Regions from separate parts of the Mus musculus genome. Here all the other regions are linked to region 3. Evidence: chromatin contacts called from public promoter capture Hi-C data. All regions are on one chromosome and are shown on one strand. Each heading gives the region's core, a stretch centred on a gene start, on an enhancer-like site or on the middle of the called end of the contact. The rest is flanking DNA. Distances are from core to core; before and after follow the strand shown. Region 1 overlaps Mkln1 (muskelin 1, intracellular mediator containing kelch motifs). Region 2 has its middle 8.1 kb from the start of Gm13846. Region 3 holds the start of Akr1b3 (aldo-keto reductase family 1, member B3 (aldose reductase)). Region 4 holds the start of Mkln1os (muskelin 1, intracellular mediator containing kelch motifs, opposite strand).

Region 1 (3,396 bases), core at 417-2,916, 2.8 Mb after region 3:
ACAGAGATATCCTCAAAAGAAATCCAACCTAGACCCAGAAATGAAACCTTACAATAACTTATTCAGGAGGAAGAAAAATCATTGTTTGGTGGTTCTAATTCTCTCCTCCTCATTTCCAGTCGTAAACATTCCCTCCTCAGAGATGCTTTCCCAAACTACAGTGTATTAAGGGTGCCTCTCTCATGCTACACATTAGCAAAGCATACAACTTCTTTTCTTCACAGCACTAAGGATGCAACTGCAGCCAGTCTTCACTGGAATACGAACTTTTTGAGTTAGCTTAATCCCTGGGGTCCTCATGTAGATCCTTAGTGCTTAAAACAATCTTTGGAAAATGGAAGTCAATGAACTATTTGAAGAGAGGGGGTCTAATAAACCTTAAATGCTAGTAAACAATCAACAAATGCTGCTAATTTTTTTTTTCGAGACAGGGTTTCTCTGTGTAGCCCTGGCTGTCCTGGAACTCACTTTGTAGACCAGGTTGACCTCGAACTCAGAAATTCGCCTGCCTCTGCCTCCCGAGTGCTAGACCACGCCCGGCAAATGCTGTTAAATTAATGAATGGATTTGCATGCTTTGTGTGGTTAATTCCCTGTAAACCAATTAAAAATTAATACACAGCAAACATGTAATTTTAATTTTGGAAGAACTGACAAATGCAATAACTAGTGAATGAGACAACTTGCCTTTCTATTACTTTAAGTTCATAGCAATAAAACTATGATAAAGGAAAAATCATCACCAAAAGAAACCTATGTAAAATTTAAAATGTCAGAAAACAAAACTGGATACAATCACCCTTTTTAAAGATTAGGAAGTGATACATCAAAATGTTAATAGATTATCTCTGAATAGTTGGATTGTTTTGTATCATTCTGGGTTTTGTTGTTGTTATTGTTTTAGAATCTCAACCATGAGATTATTACCTTTGTAGTTACAACAAAAAAGGCACAAGAGAAGTGTCACAATGGTAGTCATAACTGATTAAAGATAACAATGTTGCAAATGACTATATAATTGTTACAAATTTAAATGTTTTCAGATTATAACCATTAAATTTATTACAATAAAAATTTTTTAAGTAGCTTTGTTTCCACTATTATTACTCTGTGAGACTTTTGTTCAGTTTTGGGAAGTGGTGCAGTGCAGTGAAATCTTTAGTCTTGGCTCTATCACCATGTAGTTGAATTATGTTCAATTATTATCAGGATCTTACCATCAATAAAAGATAATCTAGCATACAGTAAGGTCGAAATAACTACAGCTGCTGCGGCTGGCATGAAGCTTAGGCCCTGAGCACATGCATGGATACAATCAATTAATAAATCTTTAAAAGCCTACTTTGATCTAGAACCCCTGTGCCACACTGGTGCTCACTGGGCCACATCTTGGAAATCCCCCTTTGTTTTTCTATGTTGGATTTTCTTCTTTTTTTTTTTTTTTTAAAGCTTCTGTGTTTTCTCTTTTGATACTTATTGTTTTGTTAGTATATAAAGTATCTTTCTAAAAAAATAGTACATAAAAGTTCTATCAGTTTCCTATCTTGAGATAACTGCTATTTCCAACCCTTTTTGCTTCATACCCGAAACACATGCTTCCCCAGACTCTCTAGTGAACCCTGGTTTCACAGTTCTAGCCAATGAAATCTAAGCAGAATCCCACTGGGAGTTGTCAGGACAAATTTTGCAATCCCTGCCGGCCACCTTTGGAAGGAAAGGCATGTTTGAACTTGTCTCCAGATAGCTACCACTTTTACTAAAGACAGTGCAGCACAGGAGGGAACCTGGGGGCTGAATCACTGCATCAGCGCTCATGGTCTACTCTGGACTTCTTGTGCTTAGAGAGATGATTCTGCAACTGTTTAAACTGCTAAGAGGTAGGTCTAGAGCGTAAACATGGATTTACCCAGTAGATCTAAAAATAACTTCCCTTTTTTCTTCACCATTTTGGCTACAAAAGTATCTCCAGTTTAGTAACTTTTCCAAGAATTTTCTTTATCTTGTAGTATCTAATGGCACTGAGAGTTTCTATGTCCTTCTAAGTCCTGTTTCCTTGAGTGCAACTCATTTTGTTCTAGGAGAGTTTAGGAGGTCCTCTTTCTAACAGAATACAAAAATGCACCTTAATACACAATGATCTGCCTTGATGATCTGGCAAGGAGACCTTTTGGTTTTCTGAAATTTAACTTCATTTTATTTTATTTTATTTGTAGAGGGCCATTTACAATCTGAAGATCAGTGTTTTGGGTCTGCAGAAATTTTCAAATATTTATTTCCACATCTTCCATTTACTTTGTTCTTTACGGTTGGGAAAACTCTAGGGTTGCAGGTCTGTAGCCCTGGCCAATGAATCAGAGACTAGGTTGTAAGACTGTCCATTTTACTGGTAGTCACAAAGAACAGAACACAGCAAACAAACCTCTAGCCTGAACTCCAGTAAGGAGGGTATGAGTACAGATCCTGAGAGCCAAATGACTCTACATTTTCTCCTTTAGTGTTACGTTTTAAAGAAAATAACTTTTCTTCTTTGAGATTTTTATTTCAATTGTGTGTGAGTAGATAGGCTACTTGTCATACATTATGTCTGCAAGAAGTCAGAGGGTAACTTCTAGGACACAGTTCTCCTTCCATCATAAGATCCCAGGATAGAACTCAGACCACCTGGTGTGCATCACAAGGACTTTATCCACCGAGCCATCTCACCAGACCAGTCTTTTTCCTCTTCTATGTAAACAACTTTAATTAAAAGAGGGTTACTCTAACATAGTGCCCATAAATGACAACAACAACATATGTATTTGTGTGTGTGGATATAGATGTGTGTGTGTTGGGGGGGGTGTTAAGGTGTGGGGTGGTAAGTGTTTGTGGGGGTTAAGGTGGGGTGGTAAGGTGTGTGTGTGTGTGTGTGTGTGTGTGCGCGCGTGCAAATACATGTGCTTGTTGGTGCCTGTGGAGGCTAGAGGTCAACACAGGGATGTTTTCTTCTATTGTTCTCTCCCTTACGATTATCTGAGACAGGATCCCACTGAGGCAGCTAGACTGCTGAGCAAGCTCCGATGATCTGGCTGCTTCACTCCCCCAGCACAGGTGTTCCAGACACCCATCACCATGCCTAGCTTTTCAATGGGTGCTGGTGGTCTCAACTTGGGTTCTCAGCGTGTGTAGCAGCATTTTACTGACAGAGCTACCTTCCCAGTTCCAACTTAGGTACTTTAAATTCATTTTGTAAAAGGACCATCGATAAGAGAGTCCCTTTTCTATATGGCAGTTAAAATGAAAAACAAGCTGATCTAAATTCTAACTCCAGTGCCAAACTGGGCCTTAATCAAATCTACTCTTCTGGATATAGTAATCACAGGTAAAGCAATTACTGTATGGGTTAACTGTTAATTATCAA
Region 2 (3,363 bases), core at 535-3,034, 2.7 Mb after region 3:
GATTGAGACTTCATCCATGCTAATGTGCTAACTGACTGCAGCATATAAAAATTACACTCCTAAACAGCTTTTAAAAAGTGGGGGACTGGAAGGATGGCTCAGTGTGGTTAATGCATGCTGCTCTTGCAGAAGATAGAGTTTAGTTCCCAGCGCCCATGTTGTGTGATTCACAACTGCATATAAGTCCAGCTACGGAGGATCTGATGCCCTCTTCTGTCCTCTGAAGTCACACACACACACACACACACACAGAGTACATCCTTTACAAAGGAACAAAATGGGGCTGAAGAGATGGCTCGGTCTTACACGCGTTCACGACTGGCCAGGAAGAACACAGCAAACCGGAATCTTCTGCGGCAAAACTTTATTGCTTACATCTTCAGGAGCAAGAGTGCAAGAGAGCAAGAGCTCTATTGCTTACATCTTTAGGAGCCAGAGTGCAAGAGAGCAAGAGTGCAAGAGAGAGAATGGCGAAACCCCGTCCCTTTTAAGGAGAATTATCCTCCGCCTAGGACGTGTCACTCCCTGATTGGCTGCAGCCCATCGGCCGAGTTGTCGTCACGGGGAAGGCAGAGCACATGGGGTGGAGAACTACCCTTGGCACATGCGCAGATTATTTGTTTACCACTTAGAACACAGGATGTCAGCGCCATCTTGTAATGGCGAATGTGAGGGCGGCTCCCACAGCTCGGTAGTCAGGAACAATTACTACTCTTACAGAGGACCTAGGTTCAGATTCTAGCACTCATACATGGCTCACGGCTATTTTTCTTTTCTATTTGTTTTTTATTGTATTTATTTAGTGTATGAGTGTTCTGCTGCACATACACCTGCAGGCCAGAAGAGGACATCAGATACCACTGTAGATGGTTGTGAGCCACCATGCAATTGCTGGGAATTGAACACTGGACCTCTGGAAGAGCAACCACTGCTCTTAACAGCAGACCCATTTCACCAGCCCCTCACAACTAGTTTTAACTCCATCTCCAGGGGACCCAGTGCCCTTTGCTCTCTACAGATACCAGGCCCACACATGTCATATATGCATACATGCAGACAAAAAAAGCTCATATACATAAAAAAATTAATTTAATTTTTAAAAAAGTTGGAGGCTGGCAAGATAGTTAAGTGGGTAAATGTGCTTGCCACCAATCCTGATGACCTGAGTTTGGTCCCCAGGATCTACCCACATAGCAGGAGAACCAACCTCCCCCACATTATCCTCTGACCTCCACACAGTTGTTTGATCCCACTCCAGAGTCTAAACTGATTGGGTTAGGGTTCAGTCTAGGCTGGGGACCCCAAAGCCTTCACTGCACAGGCAAGAGGACCTCACTGTGAGAAGTTTTGAATACCCTTCAATTTCTTCCTTCCCAAAGACCCTTGAGTTTCTTGCTTGCAGAGTTTATTTCCCCAGCTTTAAATTTTTTATTACATTTATTTATGTGGGGGAGGAAAACAGGGTTGTGTGGAGGTCAAAGGACAACTGGCAAGAGTCGGCTCTCCACCATGTTGAGTCCCAGCGATTGAAGTCAGACCATGGGGCTTGGCGCCAAGTGCCTTTACCCACTGAACCACCCTGCTGGGCCCACTTTCCCAGGCACCACCTCAGTTCTGGGAAGAGCAGGCTGCCATCCAAGTACAGCATGACATCTACGTGCGGTTACAGCTCTGCAGCACACGGCTCTGCTTCGAAACAAAGGGAGAGGACGTTGGGAAGCAACCTTCCCTACCCCCAGCCAGGCACAGACTCAGCCAGGCAGAGGGGTTGGGGGCGGGGCTGCAGTGCAGCTGGGTGGTGGCGATCCCTACCGCCCCAGTCCTCATTTCCTGATCAGCTCAGAAAGCATTTCCATGTTGGCCCAAAGTTTCTGTTTCCTGTCCCCTCCCACACTATTTTTAGGCCCAGCAGGCATTTCCTGTGTTGGCCTGTCCCACCCACCTCGGGTCTGTCCTGGCTTCTCCTATCAGGATGCCTGCAGGGTGGGCCTGACACACGTGATTCCCCTCGTAGGGACCCTGGTGTCCCTGGAAACAGGTTGGTACCCAGCAGGTGGCCCGCAGCTGCCAACTCCCACTTGGTGCCACCCACCCAACGCAAGACTTGCTGTTTCAGAGTCGGCCCTTCCCTTAGGCCTGAGACTCTCCTATCTCTGTGTAGCCATCAAGATACACAGGTGCTGCAGGGACTCCCCAAGAATGGGCAGTGGCACTTCAGGCCTGAAGGTTGGCTTTTATCCTCTGATATCCTAGTCTTGTTGCCATAGTATGGGGAGAACCTGTCAACCTGTGGGTCGTGTCCCTTTTGACAACTATCCCTGAAAATATTTACCTTATTATTCATGACAGTTATGAAGTAGCAATGAAAAATAATTTAATCGTTTCGGGGGAGGGGATCATCACAACATGAAGAGCTGTATTAAAGGATGGCAGCATTAGGAAAGTTGAGAATCACTGAGAGTTCAGGGACTTCCCAGCCTAGACCTAGTCCTTTTACCCTGAGTTGCTCCCCATGCAGCTTCGAGTTTTTAAATACCTCCTGTGCCTAGAATAACAAGGCTCTGTTTACCCAGGCTGAGGTAGACAGGAGAGGACCTTAAAGCTCAGAAACAAGGAGGCTTGAGATTCATCCATCCATCCATCCATCCATCCATCCATCCCAGCCCATCTGACTGCGTGAAAGGATCCACACCACAGATCTCAGTTCTGGGTTCTTCATGACTGCCCTCCTAAAGAGTCTGTATAGACAGCTGACTTTCTTGCTTTCTCCCTCCTCAGGAAAGTATCACACCACAGATACGCTGCATCCATGCCCACTGCATAGATATAAATGTAAAAAGAATAAGATGTTTCCACATCTTCAAGAACTAATTGCAGGGACTGGAGAGAGAGATGACTCAGTGGTTAAGAGCATTGGCTGCTTTTCCGGAGGACTTGGGTTCAATTCCTAGCACCCACATGGCAATTCATAACAATCTGTAAGTCCAGTCCCAGGGGATACAATGCCCTTTTCTGGCCTTCATGGGTACTGCTTGCATGTCTGGCATGGACATGCATGCAGGCAAAACACTCATACACATTTAAAAAATTGTTTTTTTATGTTACACATTAAAAAAATAGTTTTAAAGAACCTTTTGCAGGAGGCAGGGGCAGAAGTAGGTAGATCTCTGTGAACTTGAGGTCAGATTGGTCTAGATAGCAAGTTCCAGGCTATACAGGGCTACACAGAGAGAATCTTTAAAAAAAAAAAATTAGGCTGAGGGTGGTATCATAGACAAGCAATCCATGCAATCCTAGCACTTAGAGACTGAGGAGCAAGGACCAGCTTCAAGGCCAGCCTGGCTTCATAGTGATACCATATAA
Region 3 (3,467 bases), core at 54-2,553:
TTGTGTTTGGACCCAGGAGGTTCAAAAGGCAGAGAAGTCTCTATGCCAAGAGGGATTTCACAGAGGACAAGTGGTGGGCGTCAGGTCACCTGTTATCTTACACAAACCAAATCCCCAGAACTAGACTCAAATTCAAATACTATTAATTAGAGAAAAAGTACACCAGAATTTCCACATGCCACCAGTTGTGGGGATTGGTTTTGTTAATAAAACTCAAGTGGAAAATATCTGTTCTTTATAAATTTTCCCTGGGGTGGGAGTGGAGAAGTGCCACTTTTTAAGAGGGCACCGACTGGAAAATCACCAGAATGGGATTTAGAGAGGTGGGGTTCCTGACTCATTACCTTGCAGATGCAGTTGTCCCTGTTGCGTAATCAGGGGGCAACTGGAGCATGACCCAGCAGAAGGAGACTGGAATGAAACAGACCATCACTCAGAGGGGTGTTGGACGAGTGCCAAAATTGCCGTCATAGTTCTTGGGGCAACTCAGATTATTTTAGGAAAAGTCTTTTGTTTTTCTACCTAATACAACTGATTTATTTCGTACCCCCTAACATGGAATCATTGCTGTATGAGAATGGACTTTTCCTACTATGGGATTGTTCACTTTTTTGTTCTCTGACTTTTCACTTTTCCTCCAGAGTTTAGCCAACTTATTATACTGGAACCTTCCGCTTAAGAGTCTTACTTTCCAAAATCACTTATGTGTGATCCAGAGATGAAACTTATGGGAGATCATAGCTTAACGGTTATGGATTTTTGCATCAAGTCTTGTTGAACCAGACTAAACATGTTCAGACACCGGTAGTGGTAGAAAGGTACTACAAACGGGTATTTCGTAGTTCTCTGCAAAACCGGTTGCAATCATTTTAATAGCGGGGATGGGAGTGCTTAAGTACACCTGAAATTTAACTTTTAATCTAAGGGGGGGGGGGAACGCTCTTAAATACACCTGACGCCTATCTGCTCCATCAGATTCAAAGCAAGATGTGTAAGATTCCAGAAGAGTGTCATTCTGAGATTAGAAAAGACACAGACGTCTTCTTCTGGGCTCGAAAACGAAACCAAAACTTCTCCCCAGTCTCCTTATCTCTAGTCTGCTGGTTATTTTCAGAGCTTTCCGTCTGGTGCTACAACAGCGGGCAAACACTGCCACGTGGGGCGCAAGCAGAGCAGCTGGAGAATTCCGTGCCGCTAGGACCTAGGGAAAGAAGCATCCTCGCCGACCCCTTCAGAACCGCGGCATCGACCAATCAGAAGGATCCGTCTCTCAGCCGTGCAACCAATGGCAGGCGTTCTTTCTACAGGCCGTTGGGGCTATTTAAAGGTGCGCGCCCGAGCCAGCGCTGCACATTTGCCGGTCCGGGTTTGTAACGTGCAGCGATCATGGCCAGCCATCTGGAACTCAACAACGGCACCAAGATGCCCACCCTGGGCCTGGGCACCTGGAAGGTAGGCATGCATCAGGGTGCGACCCGCCGCCCGCTGGGTGACCCTGAGCGGCCTGCGCGGAGCGGGGCTCGCGTGGCGGGGCCTGTGAGCGTATCTGGCTGCGGCCCGGCGTGTGGGGCTTCGGGCGAGCAGCGCTCGAGTCCGCGTGGGCGCCCCAGGTGGAGACACACCCACGGTGACCCGGGTGAGAGGGATTGAAGCAGAGCCCTAGATTTGTCATCTGGCACCTGTGGCGCCCCAGCCTCACGAGTGAATTGACCTCACTTGGCGCAGATGTTGCCCTCTCGGGAATGAGCCACTTGGGCCAATGGGCCTGAGATAATTAAATTAGCAGGCGAGAGCTTGCCAGGAACCAGCTTGTTTCTCTGTCCTCTAAGTCTCTGAGTGCAGTTCTTAATGGGTGCGGAACTCCTGGAGAATTAATCTGACTTCCGCGTTGCTGGGTGCCACCCACTAATAAGAAGACTTCAGGCGAGATATCCCCAAAACCTCAACACAACACAGCAGAGTTGAGAAGAGGGCCAGATACATCATAGTGAAATACAAAAAGAAAGAACCGATATTTAAAAACCAAAAATTATAACTGATTTGATTATTTGGCAACTAAGGAACCAATTTTTGGTGTTATTGCTGAAGCAGAAAAACCTAGCTCTTAAGCTACTTGCAGGGTAGTTGTATTATATATTATAGACCGATGCTGTGACCTCGATCTTTAAGAACCTTGAGTATGGTGGACCTGGGCACTTAGACACAGTGAAGGTAAGAGAAAATCAGGTAGGGTTGAATTTAAATGGTTTGAAACCAGACAGAGTCTGTTTCTACCCAAACTACAGTTAAAACAACGGGTAATGCAAATGGAGAATAAGAAACAGGTCATAGACTTGTCTTTCTCAGAACGTGTATCTAAGCCAGTAGATTAGCAAGTGCGGCTTTTGTTTCCTTACAGAGGGTCCTTGGTGACTGCAAAGGTATGATTGAATTACAACCGTGATACCAGGTTGAATTCGGTGTGGTGGAATGATAAGAAAGACGGTTTCCCTGCCATAGCAAACACAGCTACTGGACACAGCACACACAGGCACATGTAACTACAGTAGTTTTATAATACATGACCCAAATTATGGGTAGGATGATGATACTTTAATTCTGTCCCATTTCTCCAAAAACCAAGCTCATCGCTTTAGAAAAATCGTCTCATGGGCCAGCATTTTGAGATCAGTTCTGAGATAAATAAGGAGTAAGCATTCATAAGCCAGTGGCTAGAGCGCATGTGACAGCCTCAGAGAGCTGGGTGTTTGTTTAAAATAACATACATTTGTATGTATAGATCGTTTTGGTTTCTTCTCAGACATTTCTGTTACTTCCCACTGTGCCTGGATCTCAGAATGGATCCAAAAGTCATGTTGAGTTAGGTGGAGGTGAAGAAAATGTCCGCCTGTGTCTCGGGGCCCGGGGAGGTTGGGGTAGAGAGTGTGGAGGGACAAAGGGTAGCAATGGACATGAGGACAGTCCAGACTTCCAGATTTCCCTTCCTTGCATATGTGATGACACAGTATAGTATAGTCACTGTGATGGTCACAGAGGGTGTGTGGATGCGGTTTCTTGTTCTCATGGAACCACATCTGTGTCTATGTGGTACCCCACAAATCACAACAGGACTCTGACAGTCTGTATGATCCACTCTTCGCTTGAGGGAGTCCGTTTCTCCTGGAAGGTGAGGATTTCAGGCAGTTAGGAGGCACTTTTCCTTGCATCGAGTTTCTTCCTGGCTAGCTTGCCTGCCCTCGGGATCCTAAATGCACGCTAAATATACAGTAAGTATTGTATTAAAATACTGTTTTAAGTGTTGTATGGTCAGGAGGCCTTTGAGGCAGAGCTGACCGGATAGAGATCAGGTCCTTTTACTGATAGTGTTTTGACCTGGTTGAAAATCTTCAGAGGACCTGGCCATTGCCTCTTCTACACATAGGCTCGGACTGTTGCTAGGGATGGAGGGAGGGACAGCTGTGTTCTCG
Region 4 (3,302 bases), core at 318-2,817, 2.9 Mb after region 3:
CTATCCCACCAGATCAAGACTCCTTTTAGAAATGCCTCTCTCCTTAACATGCCCATACAACAGGTAATGCAACTGGGATTTGGGCTATCCCAGTCTCATGCCTACACCAGAAGGTAAAGCGATGGCAGACAACCTAAAGTGTAAGTTATCTAACCAAAGACCTGGGGGTGGAAAAAGTCATTCGAGGTAGTTAGTGACACACCACCAACTCTCTAACCTAGACACAAAAAAAAATGTTATCTTCAGATTCAAAGGAGTCAGTCAAAACAAACAACCTTAAAAAGGCCTCCAAAACAAACAACCACACACACACCTCCAAAAGAAAAAACTACCAAAAAAAAACAAAAACAAAAAACAAAAAAACAGAGGTTTACAGAATGAACAGCCACAAGTCCACTTCAAATGAAGGTCGGTGCTTATCCAGCTCACCCTCAAATTAAAAGCTGGGTTCCAATATCAATCAGAGATGTGGCCATGTACCAGCTATCAACAGGCCACAACCGGCCAGATCAGACCACAGGTCAGCCTTCATTGGGCGGGAGCTACAAGGCTTCAGTGCCAACCCTTGACCTGGTGACTAGGAGGAGGGCAGGTGGGCAGTCCGCGGAGGCTGACTCTTCACCCGCAGCTTCAACTTCCAGAGTCCTGACCGACTGGACTCGAGAAATCCAATCTGAACAAACGGGAGGAATTTTAAAAATACGAATGGAACACACTCCCTGTTCAGGACACTCCGGAGATGTAGCAATTTTATTCGAATAGCAACGGAAAACTGCACCCGTTCCTCGTTGTGTTCCTAAGGCCATTTCTGCTGACTTGGTGGTGCCCTCGGGCAAGCCGCACGCCCCCAGACCTGCCCTCCTTCCCTATCTTTTTCAGAACTTCCAGCCCCCCCCCCCGTCCAAAAAAAGCCAAGACACCCCTCTGCCAGTCCTCCAAGTTCTCGCCAGGGTGCGGATGGACTCCCCAACTTCTCTCGCCACTCGTGCAGAGCTAAGCACTTTTACTGCGGGCTCAGGAACTCCGGCGCTGTCCGAGCCGTCCGGGAAGGACCGGGCCCCCGTCGTCGCCCTGACCACCTCCGACGGCGGGGGAGGCTCGCCCGCGGCCCGGGCCCGGAGCCCCGCTCCGCTCCGCCTCACCTCCCGCTGCGCAAGCCCGCCTCGCCGCCGCCACCCGGAGCTCGCTCCCGGGCCCTCAGCCCGGCCTCGGCCCGCCAGGCCGGAGCACTCGGCCGCCGCACTGAGAAGCTCCGGAGGCCGCGCGTTCCCCGTCACAGGCCCCGCCTGGGCCTCTCTCGGCTCCGCTCCCCACACCGCACGCTCTGGCGGGCCGCGCTCTCACCGAGCGGCTCCGACAGCTCGAGCGCGGGGCCCCGCACTTACTCGGGAAGGTAGGTGGAGGAGAAGGAGCTCCACTTATGCAGCGCGTAGGGCAGAAGCCGGCACTCCGGCGCCACAGCAACAGCCCCGCCAGCCGCCATCTTGTCAGCACCGTAGCGGCCACCACCGAGCGCCAGCCCCGCCAGGAGGAGGGCGGGGACGGGGCCTGCTCTTAAAGGGGCCGCGCCGGGAACCCGACCGCGCAGGGCCGGCACTGGCTGCTTGGAGGCCGCTTCCTCGGGTTTCCCACGCTGTCCTTTCCTAGCTGACCCTCCCAGGGAGGCTTTCCTTTCCTGTGAGGCTGGCAGAGGAGTGGCACAGAGGACTTTTCATACAAGCTCAGGTAAAGACAAAGCCAAGGACATTTTGAAAAAAAAAAAAAAAAGAAAGAAACGTCTCCTAGAATAGGAAGGGAAAATTCGATGAGCTTGGGAAGGGAATATCTTTCCATCTTTCCTACTTTGGAAACCACTGCTCTAGCCTGTTTATAAATCCTCTCCGGAAACAGAGGTGAGGAGAATTGAAGTGCAATAATAACGTATGGCCTTTGTCTCTGCAGTTGACCTGGGGTAAAAATGTCCTTGTCACCGTGTTCAAGGGTCAGGTGGAGGCAAGATAAAGGAACAGCTAGTGTGTTCTGCTATCAGTCTGTAAACATTTCTTGTCGGCCTCTCTTACTAATATTCTGATGGCATCGTTGTACCCAGAAATGACATTCGCCCACATACCAGGAAGATGCTCAGAGTTGGAAAGTTGTGTGCCATCATTTGTCTCCGGCATTAAATCTGCTTGCTTTGAATTTTAACATAAATTTAGCCCAAATGTTTGGAAAGAGAGAGATGTTTGAGAAAAGATCGCGTCTTCTTCAGAAGGAATAATGAGTACACCCCACCCACCTCCAACATACATACTGTTCATGAAGCCTGACAGCAGGCATCATTCCAGCTTTTTATCACAAAAGGAACATCTGGCCTAAATAGGTGGCAAAGTTAGATAATGCTCCTGTCTAGTACCTGTTTGTCAGGGTTATAAATATGCCCTTGCTTACCTAGCGGCATCACCCAAAATCGTGTCACTCCCTGCCTAAGAGGTTGGACTCCTGGAAGTTTGGATTGCATCATTGTGTCAACCAGAGGATATTAAAAACTCAAGCAAAGAGTATCTCAATAAATGATCCAATAGTTTTACTCTTTTTGATTATGATCGTTAACCGGCCCATCAAATCTCTCCAATTCTTTATTGGCTTCGTTTCCATTGGTGAAATTTTAGCAGTAGCCTCTACTATGATACCACTAGCAATGTCAGCTAGACCACAAGTATACTCAGTGTTTAAGACTTTGTTGGGAATGAGTATGAGCCCTGAGGTAATGACCCCTGAGGTATTGACCCCTGAGGTAATGACCCCTGAGGTAATGACCCCTGAGGTAATGCTCTAACCCCACTGACTTCAGTTAGATAACTGCCTACCATGGAGGAAGTTAGTTACAGAGAAATTATCTTGGAGGGAAAGATTGTCTTCTAAAAGGGAGAAGATAAGATGGGGATTCACTCCAGTTAGAGGACCCACAATTTGCTAATTCCTCTTCTTTTTGGATCTTAGTAAGTCATTGTTGTTGTTGTTGTTATTGTTGTTGTTGTTTTTCTTCCAGGCAGAGAATTGTATAGTTCCTGATCAACTATATAATGTGAAAAACAGATATAAACCAATTCTTCTTATTGAGATTGTAATTCAATTACAGTATTTCTCCCATCCCTTTCCTTCCTCCAAACCTTCTATATAGCTGTCCCTACTATTCAAATTTATGGCCCCTTTTTCATTAATTGTTATTGCATATATGTACTTGTATATAAATATTTATTCTCCAGTATAACCGGTTGAGTCCGTATAATGTTACCTGAGTTACGTTTTCAGGTGTGACT

What was found. Promoter capture Hi-C pulls out the DNA fragments that hold promoters and counts their contacts.
Region 1: a promoter capture Hi-C map of liver shows a contact between it and region 3, with 3 times the contacts expected there. The contact joins the enhancer-like site here to the promoter of Akr1b3 in region 3. A contact is called at or near these places in 4 of 39 promoter capture datasets (cranial neural crest, embryonic stem cells, hippocampal neurons and 1 more) and 1 of 115 datasets of contacts at active chromatin or transcription factors (large pre-B cells).
Region 2: a contact with region 3 is called in a promoter capture Hi-C map of embryonic stem cells, with 6 times the contacts expected there. The contact joins the enhancer-like site here to the promoter of Akr1b3 in region 3. A contact is called at or near these places in 4 of 39 promoter capture datasets (the 3T3-L1 cell line, cranial neural crest, embryonic stem cells and 1 more), 5 of 115 datasets of contacts at active chromatin or transcription factors (astrocytes, embryonic forebrain, embryonic stem cells and 2 more) and 1 of 9 other capture datasets (liver).
Region 4: a contact with region 3 is called in a promoter capture Hi-C map of pre-B cells, with 4 times the contacts expected there. The contact joins the promoter of Mkln1os here to the promoter of Akr1b3 in region 3. A contact is called at or near these places in 3 of 39 promoter capture datasets (embryonic stem cells, hippocampal neurons and pre-B cells) and 1 of 115 datasets of contacts at active chromatin or transcription factors (astrocytes).

The regions. Positions count from the first base shown.
Region 1 is chr6:31,478,526-31,481,921 of GRCm38.p6, reverse strand. The region is part of intron 12 of Mkln1 (muskelin 1, intracellular mediator containing kelch motifs); the gene reads right to left. Among named protein-coding and RNA genes, the nearest start is that of Mkln1, 81 kb to the right of the region's middle. Within about 2 kb of position 1,666, at least 26 of the 459 cell types and tissues checked have an H3K27ac peak or open chromatin away from gene starts, as enhancers often do. A contact at or near this core is called in embryonic stem cells and liver, where this site is marked.
Region 2 is chr6:31,641,187-31,644,549 of GRCm38.p6, reverse strand. No RefSeq gene overlaps it. Among named protein-coding and RNA genes, the nearest start is that of Gm13846, 8.1 kb to the left of the region's middle. Within about 2 kb of position 1,784, at least 79 of the 459 cell types and tissues checked have an H3K27ac peak or open chromatin away from gene starts, as enhancers often do. A contact at or near this core is called in embryonic stem cells and liver, where this site is marked.
Region 3 is chr6:34,315,325-34,318,791 of GRCm38.p6, reverse strand. Akr1b3 (aldo-keto reductase family 1, member B3 (aldose reductase)) reads left to right here and starts at 1,303. Exons shown (of 10, transcript NM_009658.3): 1 at 1,303-1,452. The coding sequence starts at 1,387.
Region 4 is chr6:31,397,038-31,400,339 of GRCm38.p6, reverse strand. It overlaps Mkln1os (muskelin 1, intracellular mediator containing kelch motifs, opposite strand), which reads left to right and starts at 1,567. Exons shown (of 3, transcript NR_040300.1): 1 at 1,567-1,725. It overlaps Mkln1 (muskelin 1, intracellular mediator containing kelch motifs), which reads right to left and starts at 1,512. Exons shown (of 18, transcript NM_013791.2): 1 at 1,386-1,512. The coding sequence starts at 1,483.